3 separate regions of the Sus scrofa genome follow, and regions 2 and 3 are each linked to region 1. A link is a contact called in public Hi-C and HiChIP or PLAC-seq data. All regions are on one chromosome and are shown on one strand. Each heading gives the region's core, a stretch centred on a gene start, on an enhancer-like site or on the middle of the called end of the contact. The rest is flanking DNA. Distances are from core to core; before and after follow the strand shown.

The links. A called contact is a pair of places that touch in the nucleus more often than the background predicts. HiChIP or PLAC-seq counts read pairs in DNA pulled down with a chosen protein or histone mark.
Region 2: an H3K27ac HiChIP or PLAC-seq map of skeletal muscle shows a contact between it and region 1. The contact joins two enhancer-like sites. A contact is called at or near these places in 15 of 47 Hi-C or Micro-C datasets (alveolar macrophages, blood, embryonic fibroblasts and 7 more) and 2 of 2 datasets of contacts at active chromatin or transcription factors (alveolar macrophages and skeletal muscle).
Region 3: a contact with region 1 is called in a Hi-C map of omental adipose tissue, with 2.1 times the contacts expected there. The contact joins two enhancer-like sites. A contact is called at or near these places in 17 of 47 Hi-C or Micro-C datasets (adipose tissue, embryonic fibroblasts, epiblast stem cells and 10 more) and 2 of 2 datasets of contacts at active chromatin or transcription factors (alveolar macrophages and skeletal muscle).

What each region holds. Positions count from the first base shown.
Region 1 is chr14:7,004,802-7,009,047 of Sscrofa11.1, forward strand. The region is part of intron 3 of PEBP4 (phosphatidylethanolamine binding protein 4); the gene reads right to left. Among named protein-coding and RNA genes, the nearest start is that of EGR3, 58 kb to the left of the region's middle. Within about 2 kb of position 2,385, at least 23 of the 83 cell types and tissues checked have an H3K27ac peak or open chromatin away from gene starts, as enhancers often do. A contact at or near this core is called in adipose tissue, omental adipose tissue, skeletal muscle and 1 more, where this site is marked.
Region 2 is chr14:6,910,425-6,915,068 of Sscrofa11.1, forward strand. All of the region lies in intron 1 of BIN3 (bridging integrator 3), which reads right to left. Among named protein-coding and RNA genes, the nearest start is that of BIN3, 14 kb to the right of the region's middle. Within about 2 kb of position 1,972, at least 26 of the 83 cell types and tissues checked have an H3K27ac peak or open chromatin away from gene starts, as enhancers often do. A contact at or near this core is called in omental adipose tissue, skeletal muscle and subcutaneous adipose tissue, where this site is marked.
Region 3 is chr14:6,880,225-6,884,598 of Sscrofa11.1, forward strand. The region is part of intron 6 of BIN3 (bridging integrator 3); the gene reads right to left. Among named protein-coding and RNA genes, the nearest start is that of CCAR2, 22 kb to the left of the region's middle. Within about 2 kb of position 2,492, at least 16 of the 83 cell types and tissues checked have an H3K27ac peak or open chromatin away from gene starts, as enhancers often do. A contact at or near this core is called in adipose tissue, omental adipose tissue, skeletal muscle and 1 more, where this site is marked.

The sequences.
Region 1 (4,246 bases), core at 1,135-3,634:
AAGTGAGTGCAGATGGGCTGCCCGGACAGCTGTGCGGGGGACAGAGCACATCTGTCTGGGTGAGTCTGGTGGGGCTCCTCCCCACAACCTCTACATCTATCCATTCATCAATAGGGTGTAGGCTCAGTTTGGGTCCCAAATGGGGAAAATGATGGGAAAGGAAAGTTTGAAGGCAGAGGCTGGAGCTAGAGGATGCTGAGGGGGCATGTTTCCATGGGGGAAAAAAAAGCAATCTGTGCTTTGGGGGAGAGGAAGAACGATGGGCAAAGAGAAAACCGAAAGCAAATGGACGGGACTGCATCAGCCTGGCTTCTCAGCAGCTGCCCAGCACCCAGGCTCTGCAGTTGCCTGGCCTCCCAGCTCCAGATGGCCCTCTCTCCCCATGCTCCTTTCCTGTCTTACCCACTAGATGGGGAGGTACTAAGATCAGAGACCCTATTTTCTTCACAGTGGATCCTCACACAGCAGAGACTCCGGTGAAGTTTGCTGAATGAGTGAGCGATTGTGTGGCCTAGACTGACACTAGGTTTCCCAGTTAGTCCTTTAATTTTCTCTAATTGGCTGTAAATATTGCTGGGAAAGCTCATCTCAAGTAGATACCCGGAGAGATTGCTGGGAGATAGAAGCTGGATTCGATTCTCACCAGGAATTTGCCTGTGGGCCTAAGGGTAGTTTACCCCTTCAGCTCTTTTCTAGGGAGCTGAGCACGGAGGAAAGGCTCATTGTTCTAGAAACACACTGACTTGGCATCACGGCCACTCACATGTCCTCTTTGGGGCAGCTGCTCCTCCTCTGTGCAAAGCTGTCACCTGCTTGCTATGGAGCCTGAGAGGCAGGAACTGTGGGTCATGTGGAATCTGCAAGTGGGGGCCCCTGACAGTTCCCCTTCACCCGTCCTCTCCATCACCTCTGCTGGTTTTCACAGTGTGATAAAAGAGTGGGAGTTGGAGTCCCAGCTCTGCTGTGTGGCCCTGACTGAGTCACTTCTCCTGTCTGGGCCTCTGTGTTCCCAGCTGTACAAAGGGAAGGCTGGACTGGTGAGGTCTGATCTCTGCTGGTTCTTAATTGTCACAAATCTGGAAGGATGATTGGCAGGGAATGGGCCTTTGAAGTTACCATTATCCCCTGGGGCCTGGGCTGGGGACTATCCCTTAAATCAGGCTTGGGAAGGGGAGGATGGGCCCAAGAAGCCCCCACCTCACTCAGGACTCCTGTGTTCACCCACTTGCTGTAATGGTGACTTCCTGGACCAGTTAGTCAAGTCCTGCTTGGAGTCTGTGTGAATGATTCTTAAATGTTTCCCAAGCCTCTATCCTTTGTTTCTATTATCTTGTGAGTGTAACAGAAAAGCCAATAGGAAGGAAGGAAGGATTGAAGTCCCAAGGACTTGGGGGCAGAATGGGACACATGTACTCTTCTCTGACATTGTTATTATTATTTTGCTCTTTTTTTTTTTTTTTTTTTGCTTTTTAGGGCTGCACCTGCAGCATATGGAAGTCCCAGGTTAGGAGTCTAATTGGAGCTGCATCTGCGACCTACACCACAGCCACAGCAACGCCACATCTGAGCCTCGTCTTTGACCTACACCATAGCTCATGGCAATGCCGGATCCTTAACCCACTGAGCAAGGCCAGGGATTGAACCTGCATCTGCATGGATGCTAGCGGGCTCCTAATTTGCTGAACCACAATGGGAACTCCTCTGACATTATTTTTGTCATCATCATCACCATCACCCATTATTAATACTGTTAAACATTTATTGCTCTTCACTTAGCCATGAGCAGTGGATGGATAAATCCACTCGATCACGAGAAGCCTACACTGTTCCGGGCATTTCTCAGGTCAAGGCTGGTTTCTCCAGCCCTCAATGCAGGGATCACATCTGACCCTCAGCAGGAAGTGGGGGTCATGGCTTTGAGTTCTTTCATGGAAAGTGCTCTCCTTCTGGAGGAAAGGCGTTATAATTTCAAGTTACTTCTGCTGCTGCATACATGTGTCTTATTCACCTTTGTAGCCCCACCAATACCTTGAACAGGGCACAACCAAAGGTGCTCACTAAATGCTTATTGATAATAATTATTATAATGATGTCTTATAACCAATTAAGCAGGGGAAGTGCTCCGAGGGCTTCTGAGCTGCCGTGAGTGGAGGAACAATTTAACTCCTCGTCTGAGGCATCTTTCCTGCTAAGGCTTAGAGCACAGAGCCTTAGGGTTGCAAGGCTAGCGTGGGATTGCTCAGGAGGCAGGGTGGCAAAGACTCAGACAGGAGGTGAACAGCTGGCGCCTCCTTCTGGCCCTGCAGGGCCGGAGCAGGCCTGGGGAGGACTTTTGCCGGAAACTTAGGCCCTTGCGCTCTCACATGGTGACCCCCTCACCCTGCACCAGCCAGCACCTTCACCCAGAGAGAGCCCAGCTCAGGAGACCCACTGGAGAGCAAGGGAGGCTGTTATGTAACTGATGCAACTCCTTGTCAAAACTGGTGACTAATTCAGACCGTCGGCCAGATTGGCTCAGCAGCTTTGGTGTGAGCTGCAGGAGGCCTCAGCCGCTTTGTGGCTGGTTCTCACACCCTCTGCTGGAAGGATCTCTCAGCTTCCTTGCTTGCCTCGGCTGCAACCTCAACCACGGCCCCATCACCACTCCTTTCCGATGAGACCTTTTCTTTATGCGTCCAATCCCCCAACTTTGTGTCCCTTCCTGTCCTACAAAAAGAGACCAGGAGGACAGTTTATGCCTATCTGTCCCCAGGACAGTTCGTTTCTGCCTGGGGCTCACTGAGGCCTTCACTTTGCACCTGGTGAGGTGAAGGGTGTTGGGGCCTGCTGCCCTTGGACAGCTGGCCGGGCTGAGAGTTTTGGGTGCTAAGGCTGGGGCCCCTCCCCCACTGCCCAAGGGGACAGGGCTCCAGGGACCACCCGGCCTCACCCAGTCCTCTGGCCTCAGACCCTGCACTCTGTGGGTCACAGGCTGCCTGGGCAATGCTGGGAAAGGCCTGTGCTCACTGCCCCGGTTCTCACTTTTCAAAAGGAGGAGCTTGGTAAGGCCAGCTCGTCCCTCCTGCTGAGGCTGTCCTGAAGGGGTGCGGTAGGACATTTGTGCTTATCTGGAGATGGTCCAGGGAGAAACACAAAGAGGTGTCCTGACAAGGCCCACAGCGTTCTTAGTCATGAATGCCGGGCATTATTTTATTTAATCCTTAACCACACAACCTTCTGTGGTTAGGGTTATTCCCATTTTACAGGAGAGGAAACTGAGGCCGAAAGCAATTGGGTGGTTTGCCAAAGCTGGTAAGTGGCTGAGCTGGGCTTTGAACTCACCCCCCCAGCTACTCGGAAGCCCAAGCTGGTTCTGACACACTGCCTTCCCATGGCATTCCTGGGACGGGTTCCGGAGGCCTTTGAAAGGCTTGTATATCACAGCAACTTCATGGCAACTGCCCAGTGAGGTCCAGAAAAGAATACTACCTTGTTCTCCTCCCGCTGCTTCCTTCCGCCAAGTAGCACACAGACATGATCTCATCCACTCTCCCAGCGCCCCATGTGGGCTGCGGAGGGGGTGGGCATTGCTGACTCCATTTCCCAGGGGGGAAAGGGAGGCACAGAGAGGGAAGGCGGCCTGTGCTAGGTTGCACAGCTGCCTGGTGAGAGAGCTGGGCCTGGAGATCAGGCATCCCTGCCCTCGAAGGCAGTTAGTGAGCTTGACGGGTGTGGGCTAGAATCACTCCTGAGACACAGCAAATTGGGGTGCGCTTCTTGAGGCCTGACTTAGTGGCTGAAAAAGCTCCAAGATAGCTAGGCCTGTGGTAAAAAATGAAATCTGAGATGCACATAAAGGCAGTCTCTATGCCAAGAAAGAGGCGCCAGGACTAACGGTCAGCACACGTGCTCCCCTCCTGGCCGGTCGCCCACAGCCCTGAACCCCCAGCTTCCCTTCCTGGATGCCCTGGGGCTCAGCCGCAGCCATGCTGTGTGATGGAAAGAACACTGGCCTTGAGGTCATGGGACCTGGGGAAGATATTCACTAGGGACCCCTAAATTAGTCATTTCCCCTCTCAGCTGTTCCATTTTTCACTCAAAAAGTGGGGATACTAACTCCGTGAAATAGACATTCATGTGTGAAAAATTTCATCAACAACGATCAAGCCTGCCCACAGAGAGAAACTACTGGTGTTCCCTTTAACTCCAGCTCATCTCTCCTAGAGACCTTTTTACAAATGGCTTTGGAGGAGTTCCCGCCATGGCA
Region 2 (4,644 bases), core at 722-3,221, 95 kb before region 1:
TGTCCCTGGTCTCTCGATCCTTGCCTGGCCAAAATACCACCGAAAGAGGAATCACCAGCCACAAGTACCAGCTGGAGTCAAGGGAAAGTGCATTCAGTGGAAACTGAGACAAACGGAGCTGGCCTTTGGCAGTGGCAGTAAAGCCTGGTGACGTTATCAGAGCAGGGGTCAAGGGAAGACATTTTCAAGGGCTTGAGTGGAAAGACGGGTGGAGGAGAGCCTGCTGGGTTTATTCTCAGGCTGCCAAATAGCAAAGGTGCTCCACTCTGCCACAGAAATATCCAGAAAACTGGGGCGGGTGCCCTGATGGAGGGATCAGATTCTCTGCCACTGAGGGGGTGAAAGATGGCGAGAGGAAAGAGCACAGCAACTGCACACCAACCGGCTCCTCTGCCTCTTCTCGGTGACCATCCCCCACCCCCAACTTCATCCTGTGAACAGGAACGCGGGGACACCCTCAGAAGCAGCTGCTTTGGAAAGTGTGTGGCAAGAGTGACAGCATCACAGCAGCTCCGAGGATGGAGCTGCCCTGGCATAGCCGGGCTGATGGGGCATGGGGGTTCACTGGGCTCCGGACTTCAGTTCCTCCTCCTCCCGAGAGCTTTCCTCGGGGTCTCCCCTTGGAATCGGGTACATAGGCAGAGTCTCTTGCTCCCCAGAGAATCCTGATGTTCTGGAAGCCATCAGGCAGGCTGTGAGCTCCCGGCCCCGGACCAGAGTTCCCGACTTGGTTCCACTTGCCATGCCATAAATGTGAGCACCAGAGGGCAGGAGCAAGGGTATTTTGGTCTCAGCAACAAAATGGAGAAAACATGACTCTCAGCCCTACCCTTCCCCAACCCTCAACAGGCCCCACCTCAAAAAGAAAAAAAAGTTCTATGTGTACAGAGGGGAAGGGGGGGAAAAAAGGTTCTATTTTCTTTCACAATAAAGAAAAGTCAACAGGATGTTCTCCAAAGCTACAAATATACTTTTTCAAACAGTAAATATCTCCATTAGCAGCATGATGCCAGCTGGCTAATTCTGTCTGCCTCAGTAAAACCTTTCCCAAAAAACTCCTGCTCTTGTGTAACGTCTATTTACAAAACCAGCTCTTGTGCATTTTCAATTTGCTAGGTTTCTCAATCTTTTGTTTCCCCACCCCCTCCACTGCAGAGGCAGAGATGAGAGGCAGGCCCAGATGGCAGCTGGGTGGGGATCCCCTGGTCACCCCAGCAGATCCCTCGGGCCCCGCCTTCTTCAGAGAGTCTTCCACTTCCATGACCGAGAAGAGCTTAAAAACCTACACCCTCTTCCCTGGCCTTTGCTTGGCCTCCAGAATTTGTTTCCACCGAGACTGAACGGGCCTGGGCCTAGGCCTGGCTGGGGGTGGAGAGAACCAGGCAATGATTCAGTCTACCCCACCCTGTATCTTTCTGATATCTCCAGTTGGGCAAAGATGACAGGGTTTTTTTTTTTTTTTGGTGGGGGGGGGCAGGGGAGAGAGGTGAGAATGAAGGGAGAGCAGAGCAAAGAGTAGGCGGCAGTTGATAGTGGCTGAAATCCTGGCTCCCCGGGGAGTGGTCTGGGCCTGAGTCACTGTCTCGGCAAGAGCAGGAAGGTGGGCGAAAGGCAGCAGCTTCTGCAGGCTGGAAGGATGAGCCCCCCTCCTCCCAGCCTTCTGTCACCCTAGCCTTCTCTGGTCTGAGGCCCCCCAAGGCTACCAGCACCTTGACAATGGGAGAGAGCGTGCGGCGGGCCAGGCCAGGGCTTAGGGGGAGTCAGCTGGCTCCGGTGCGGCAGCTGCTTGTTGGATGCCATCCTCTCTGAAGGGCCAGTTGGCTGCGGTGCCAAGGGCCGAGGCAAGTTCAGTCCCGGCAAGGACGTGAGAGACCGTGTCAGGAGGGGAAATGGGCAGAGCTGTGACTGACCCATTTCCAGCGCCTACGGTCGGCCACAGCCTCTCCGGCCCCACCTTAGTCCTTCCCCTAAATTAGCCGGATCCCAAACCAGAGCACGGAGAACACGAGCCTCGCTGGCCGCCAGTCCGAGGAGGTATGTGTGTGTTTAAAAATAAAAGGCATGACTCTGTGACTTGGCTGATCTGTCACTTGGACCAGAACACTCACCCAGCTCAGCTGTGATCCCTCCTTCCCCATGCTCCCTGGGCTGACCTCTGAGAAGGAAAGACAGACCGAATCCCAGAAATGTCGGGGGAGACAGCCCATTAAAGCAGCCATTTATTGAGCAGCTACTATTGCCGGTTTCCGTGCTAGGTGCTTCCTAGCTTGTCAGCTCATTCAAAGCGGTGCCCTCCCACAGTTCACTCAAGAGACAGTGCCCTGGGTAAGGGGATGTGCCCCGGAGTCAGACTGCCTGGGCTCAAGATCTGCCAGCTGTGAGATGTGCACAAGCTACCTCATCTTCCTGTGTCTCAGTTTCCTTGTCTATAAAATAGGGTCAGAGTGTACCTATCTTAGAGAGTCACCTTAAAAGCTAGATGACTTTAATGGTTCCTGGCCTAGTGTAAGCAGCCTGTAAGTATCTGTCGTAAAGGTCGTAGCGGTGGTATTTTGATGATGATGATCAAACGGAGGCCCAGAGGGGAACCTGAACAAGGTTACACAGAGAAAAGTATGGCCCGGAAACCTGACATGTTCCGGGAGCAGGCGGCAGTTCCACGTCACAAGGCACCACTACCAGGCCCAAGTTAACATATTTGCTTGAAACTGAGTGGTAACTTCCTCCTGAGTAGTGAAAGAATTTGTGGCAGACGTTTGGAGGCTGATGGAGCATCAAAAGGTCAAGAAGAGAGAGGAAGGAAGGCAATTCGGGGAAGAAGTTTGGATTGGTGGGGGCAGCTCTTTAAAAACTTCTCATATTTGATGGACAAATAACTACCTATTCTCATTCTAATTTAAGACAGGAAGAGGTAGAAAGTGGGATTTCCCAGTTCATAAAAGGGAATCATAAGGCATTTGGAGGTGAAAGGTTTGTCCCGCTTATGGAACAAGCCAGAGAGAAGCCTTCGATGGGTTCACAGTGGCTGAGACGCAGACTCTGAGAGACACCAGACCAGCTGGTTAGCTTCTGAGGCACTAGCTTTAATTTCATTCTTACTTCCGTCCCTTACCAACCAGGATTTTTTTTTTTTTCTTTTTAGGGCCACACCCGCAGCATATGGAGGTTCCCAGACTAGGAGTCAAATTAGAGCTGTAGCTGCCGGCCTATGCCACAGCCACAGGAACGCCAGATCTGAGCCCCGTCTGCAACCTACACTACAGCTCATGGCACTTCTGGACCCTTAACTCACTGAGGGGGCCAGGGATCGAACCCGCAACCTCATGGATACTAGTTGGGTTCATTTCTGAGCCACAACGGGAACTCCCCAAACCAGGAATCTTAAAAAGAGCTTTCATGCTACCTTTTCCCCTTATCTGTTAAGGGGCTGGCCCCTAGAAAGCAGGAGGAGGAGGGCTGGATGCAAACTCACCTAGAGACCCACCTCCCTAGGTCATCTCCAGCTTTGTGGCCACAGGAGGCAGTAATTCTCTATGAGGTCAGCCTTGGCCCTGATGCTGGTCAAGAATTACAGAAATACTGTAACCACGCAGAAAAGTATCAAGCATACACAGTAAGTACTCATGTATCTACCACCTAGCGTTGCCAACTTCCTACACTGAGCCATACTTGCTTCAGATCGTATTCTTCAAGCAGTACAACAGCAACGATCCTGCTAAAGCTCCGAGTGTTCCAGCCTGATTCCATTTCCTCCCCTCCTTCCCTGTTATCCTCCAGGTAACCACTACCCCGGACTTAGGGTTTATTCTCATACTTTTACTACATTAGTTTGAATCCATAAGCACAATATATTGTCTTACAAGTCTAGATGATACAAATAGCACAATACTGAATGTATCATTTTGAAACCAGCTTTTAGATTCAGCTTTATGTTTCTGAGATCTGCCCCTGTAGATACACACACAGCTCTCCTTCACTCATTTTCATCACTACATATTTCACTGTGTCATGATACCATGTTTTATTTTCCCATTCTTCAGAGGCTGGACCTCTGCAAACAAAGAAGCCGTGACCACTCCTGTGCAGGTCTGCTGCTGTGCAGGTGGAGAAGTTTCTCTGTGTGAGGGCTAGGCCTGTCTCCTACTGTGTGAGGTGTTGCAAACTCTCAGAGCCATTTTTGTGTCGCTCCTCTGCCCACCTCCACCCCATGCAGTGGCTGCCGGTTCCCACCGCTCCTCATCCTCCAATACTTGGCATTGCCAGACGCAATTTACCATTCTTGCCAGTCCAATGGCGGTGAAATGGCATCTCATTTCTCATTGTTGGTTTAATCTGCTCCTCCCTGACTACAAATAAATGGAACATCTTGGTTTAGGCTTTTGTCCACTTGGGTTTTCTTTTCTATAAGGTGACTCGTGGTTTTCAAATCTATGGAATAAGTTCTTATAAAGGACCAGCCTGGGTTCTTCTGTATTTATTATAACCCCTGACAAACAACCAAATTAACAAACAACACTCTCTCTACCTGGCTGGATTCGCAGAGGTAAATTTCTACTCTAAATATTTTTAACGAACTCCCGGATAAGTGTTTTTCAAAATAGGTTGTATGTAGAATACTCATCACTCACCATTTACACTGCTATG
Region 3 (4,374 bases), core at 1,242-3,741, 120 kb before region 1:
AACTGTCAAACCAGTTGTTTGAGAAGAATGACTCAAGAGCGCCTCGACAATACCAGGGCTAAAAGAACCACCGGGAGATGCTAGATTGGCCGTTCAGACAGGGCCGCAGCAGAGCTTCCGGCGTTTCTGGCCCCTGTGGGCATGATCTTTGTGACTGGGAAGGGCGACACGACCTTGAGGTGGACCCAGGGCGGGACCACATCCCAGGCAGAGATGCTGCATTTTCCTTGTTTAATGGGTGTGGGAAGGGGCCAGACAAACCGCAAGCAGGTTTTCTACAACTGGACAGGAAAAGATGGGGCAGCTTCCTTGAACGTGAAGCCTGAGGGGCGCGAGTGTCCATCGCACAGCTGGGAGCCTGAGAAGCGACTGGAGATCCAGCCTGGCCGGGATGACAGCGCCACAGCTGTTCAGGGGGTTGAGCAGCACAGAGTGGGGATCTCTGGGCCAGGAGCATCCCAGAGAAGATGACGACGGGGTGGGATAAAGGCGCTGCACATCTAGAGTCCACACGCCACGAGAGAAGGAAAGACTTCTGCCAGAGAAGAGAGAACATACACTTGACTGAAGCACCAAACGCCCCCAGCAAAGCTATAGACCCAGGCAGAAGATTTTGATGAAGCAAAGGGAGAGGCCACTAAAGTGGATTCTTCTAACTTACTGGGGTCTATAGTGGGCTCACTACGTAGGTGGAGGTGCTACTGTGGGGCCAGAGCATCCGCTCTCCAAATCCTCCATCGTGGCCACCCCCCCCCCACCAAAACCCAAATTAATACCTGAACGACTGATGTGCCAGGCAGAAGATGTAGGCCTACTCTGCGCTGTGCACACTGGACCAGCCACCTCTAGGACACGTCCCACTGGGACAGGGCAGACCATGATCATCGGGAGGAGCTGGACTCACTTCGCTGCTCTGGCCTCGGGCGGTGCACTTGCGAGGGGCGCCCCTCTCCCTCCTGGCCCAGAGGCATGTGGCTCAAGGCAGCAGCGTTGGTTGGGTCTGAGAAGCTATCACATCACCTCCCTCTGCCCCTTAACTAGACAAGGGCCACTAGTAGCTTCCCTGATTCTCGGCTGGGTGGCCCCAGTGCCTGGGCCTCTGGCTGCCCAGAGAGATGCTGGGTAAGGGCCAGCACAGCAACAGAACAAGGACAGGAGGCCTCACCTTTGGCCCAGGGCCATCACCTTGGCTCACATGCTCAGGAAGGAGGCCACCGCAATGAAGGAAGCCACGTGTGCGGGGTGGCCTGCGGCTCAGGACAGGTCTCCCGGCCCAGGTCGGGCAAGTCATGCCTCTGACCCCAGCAGCACGCGTACCTGTGTCCTAACCCTCTTCTCCCAGCTGTCAACCAGGCTTTATTTCCAGGGCCAGGGGTGGATAGACCGGGAAGGCTGACTGAATGCAGGGACTTGGGAGCAAAAGCCAAGCCCAGGCCGGGTCCTGAGCAGAGGAGGAAGGCATGGAGCCAGGGCCGACAGATTTCCGGGCAACCTCAGGGGATGGGTGTGTCTACGGGACACTACCTTCAGCCTTCTGGAAGCAAGACCACCTGTCCTCTGCCGGGAGGAAGTGGCTGCAGCCGGAACTGATCCCAGCTGCTCTGTGAGACGCTCCAGGAAAAGCATTTCTTCACCATGATAACTCCCACTTCTCACAATAGTCAAACTCAGAGGCCGCGGAGCGCCCAGCTCGCTCAGTTCATTGCTGTGAGTAGGAATCCCTTACCGCCTGGGTGGCTGTGGGAACCCCAGGGGCAGGAGACACACCCTTCTGACCTTAAGCAGGGCAACTGAGGTCTGCACGGAAGATCAGACTGTAATCAAAGGTGGCTGACGACAGCGGGGGCCTCTGTAACTCCTGGCTCAGGTCACCGCCCCACTGAGGCCCCCTCCTCTTTTTCGACTTAGTGGTAACAGGAAGAACTGTTCTGTTCTTAGCAGTTTTTACTTGGCAGTAACAGTAAGAGCTCTGCGGCTGTTGCTGGGTGGGAGAGGAGCTCCAGGCCGCAGGACCCCCTCGTGTGCTGCCTCTCCCCTGGCTGCAGGGAGGGAGGACAAGCACAGGCTGATCCAGTGACTGGACCCTCCCAGATGTGCCCCTGGGACCCTACAGGGAACCTGACTTTGCCTGACACGATGGGGGGACCAGCTCTCCCCGAGGTGCCAAGCCTGCCCTTTGGCTGGGCTGCCACTAAGAAATAAGGCTGTGGGTCAGAGCCGCCTGCTCTGTGCCCGGCGTTCCCCTGGAAATCAGGGGCAAGGAGTCCCTCGGCCAGGACCCCAGGAGGCACCCTGCCCCCGCACACAGCCCGTGACATCCCCCGCCCTGCTCCCGAGCGGGGCTCTGCCATTTTGCAAGTTCAACTCAGAGGGACTCAGAGGCGAGGCCTGGCCGAGGCTGGGCTGCCCTCCCGCCTCCTCACACTGCCCCGGTTGTTATTCTGGCCCCTTTTCTCGAGATTGCATCCTGGCTTCCACACCACATTCTGAGCTCCTAAAGTCTGAATCAGATCTACCCTCAAAGGGAGGACCGGGCTGGGCCTAGCCCAGGCGCTCGCTGCAGCTCTGCTGTCTCTGGCTTGTCCTAAGCCTGGACAACAAACACCTCCCCTGGGGGAGCGTGGGGTGAAGAGGCAGCGAGAGGCGGAGGGAAAGGGGGGAGGGAGGCCGGCTGGGAGGTGGGCTGGGAGCAGCCGGCCCTGGTGGGGAATGCCTGCCATTCCTCAATCTGTGCCCACACAGCCGGGATCTTCCACCCACCAGGAAGGGGAAATTGAAAGCATCCCCATCCGACCATGTGAACGCGGCCCAGAGATGGGGGGATTAGAGGCCGAGCCCCCTGGGGGGAGGCTGGGGGCGGCCGGGTGGCCATGTGGTGATATTCCTCATCAGGGGACAGGAAAGCTGCAGGTTCCTGTTTCCGGTGCTGGGGTCCCGGGGAGCGTTTCTCCTGGCAAGAGGCGGCAACAGGCAGTGCCGGCCTGGTGTGGTTGCAGGAGATCGCATGTCGCCACGGGATGCAGGGAAGCCAGCCGGGCAGGCGGGCGGGCTGGGGGGCTCACGCAGAGGTCAGCGGATCTGCAGCGGAGGTGGTGCCCGCCCCCTCAGCCACTCGCCCACCTTCCTGGCAGGTGGTGGGCTGCTGGGTGGTGGGAAGCAGCCGGGATTTCTCTCCATTTGGCTCCAGAAGCCAGGCATCAGATTTCGAGGCCGCCTCGTTGGTTGTGAAATCGAGGCAGGAGTCAGTCCCCCAGTTCTGCAGGCTGGTGTCCCCTGCCTAGCTCTGCCAGCCAGGGGTGTCCACGGCAGCCTCCGTGGCAGCCCCCTGGACTGCCGTGGGCAGGGGCCGCTCTGAACCCTCAGGCCTGGAGTCCGGGTCAGAGAGCCACAAGCAGCAAGCCCCTTCCAGCACCACCCCGCTGAGCTACCAGCCTCCTCAGTGCCCGGCTCCTCATGTGACCTGTGCCCTGGGGCTGAGGAGAGGAGGAGTGGGGCAAAATCCCTGTGGGCTGGGTTCAGCCTCCCAGCCATGGCTGAGCCTCCAGACAGCCCAGCTCAGAAAGAGCTTCCCCAACCCCACCTCTTGGACCCAAACAGGGAACAAGAGCTCAACAACTCCATCACCAGGGCCGGAGGATCCAAACCTGCTCTCTTCATCTCCCTCCAGGCCCTGATCCAGGCCGAATAGTAATTAGCAGAGACTCATTACCCAGGCCCTGGCGAGGCAACTGCTAGGGACCACCACAGACGAGGTAATAGAGTGCAGCTGCCGGGCTGGAGCGGGAGCCTTTCTAGGTCAGGCCGGGCTGGGAGAGGCCAGGGAGGAAGACAAAGTGATTCGGAAGCTTCAAGGCAATGTTCCTGCCCATGCCCCCACCCCACCCCCCGGCCCCCCTGTTTTATTGCCTGCCCCCGCCAGGGGACCCGGGGAATAGGCCTGTCTGATCACTGACCAGCGCCGCGGACAGAAGACGCGTCTCACAGAAGAGTTTCTGACCCCGACAGGTCAGGAGTCAGGGGACCTTCCCAGGCGGGACCCTGCTGCTGCTCCCTTCCCCGTGTGCGGCCGCCCCCACATTTCAAAAGCCGAGTGCTGCAGGCAGCTGCTCTCCCAATCCGGCTGAGCGAGATGAAAGGCCTCGCTCATCCCCACGGAGGGCTGCCAAGATCTCTGCTAGCTTAACTCGGCAAGCCCTGCTCCCGTGGGTCCTCAACCGGGAACAAAGGGACAACCGCGGAGTGACCACAGGAGTGCCGCTGGCCTCCGTGGCGCATCAGAAGGGCCCTGCCATCACTGAGCACCTGGCGAGGTGGGTGCTCTGGGCTACCAAGAGTGTCAGTCCCGGGACACAGATCGGGCAGCTGATGTCCCCT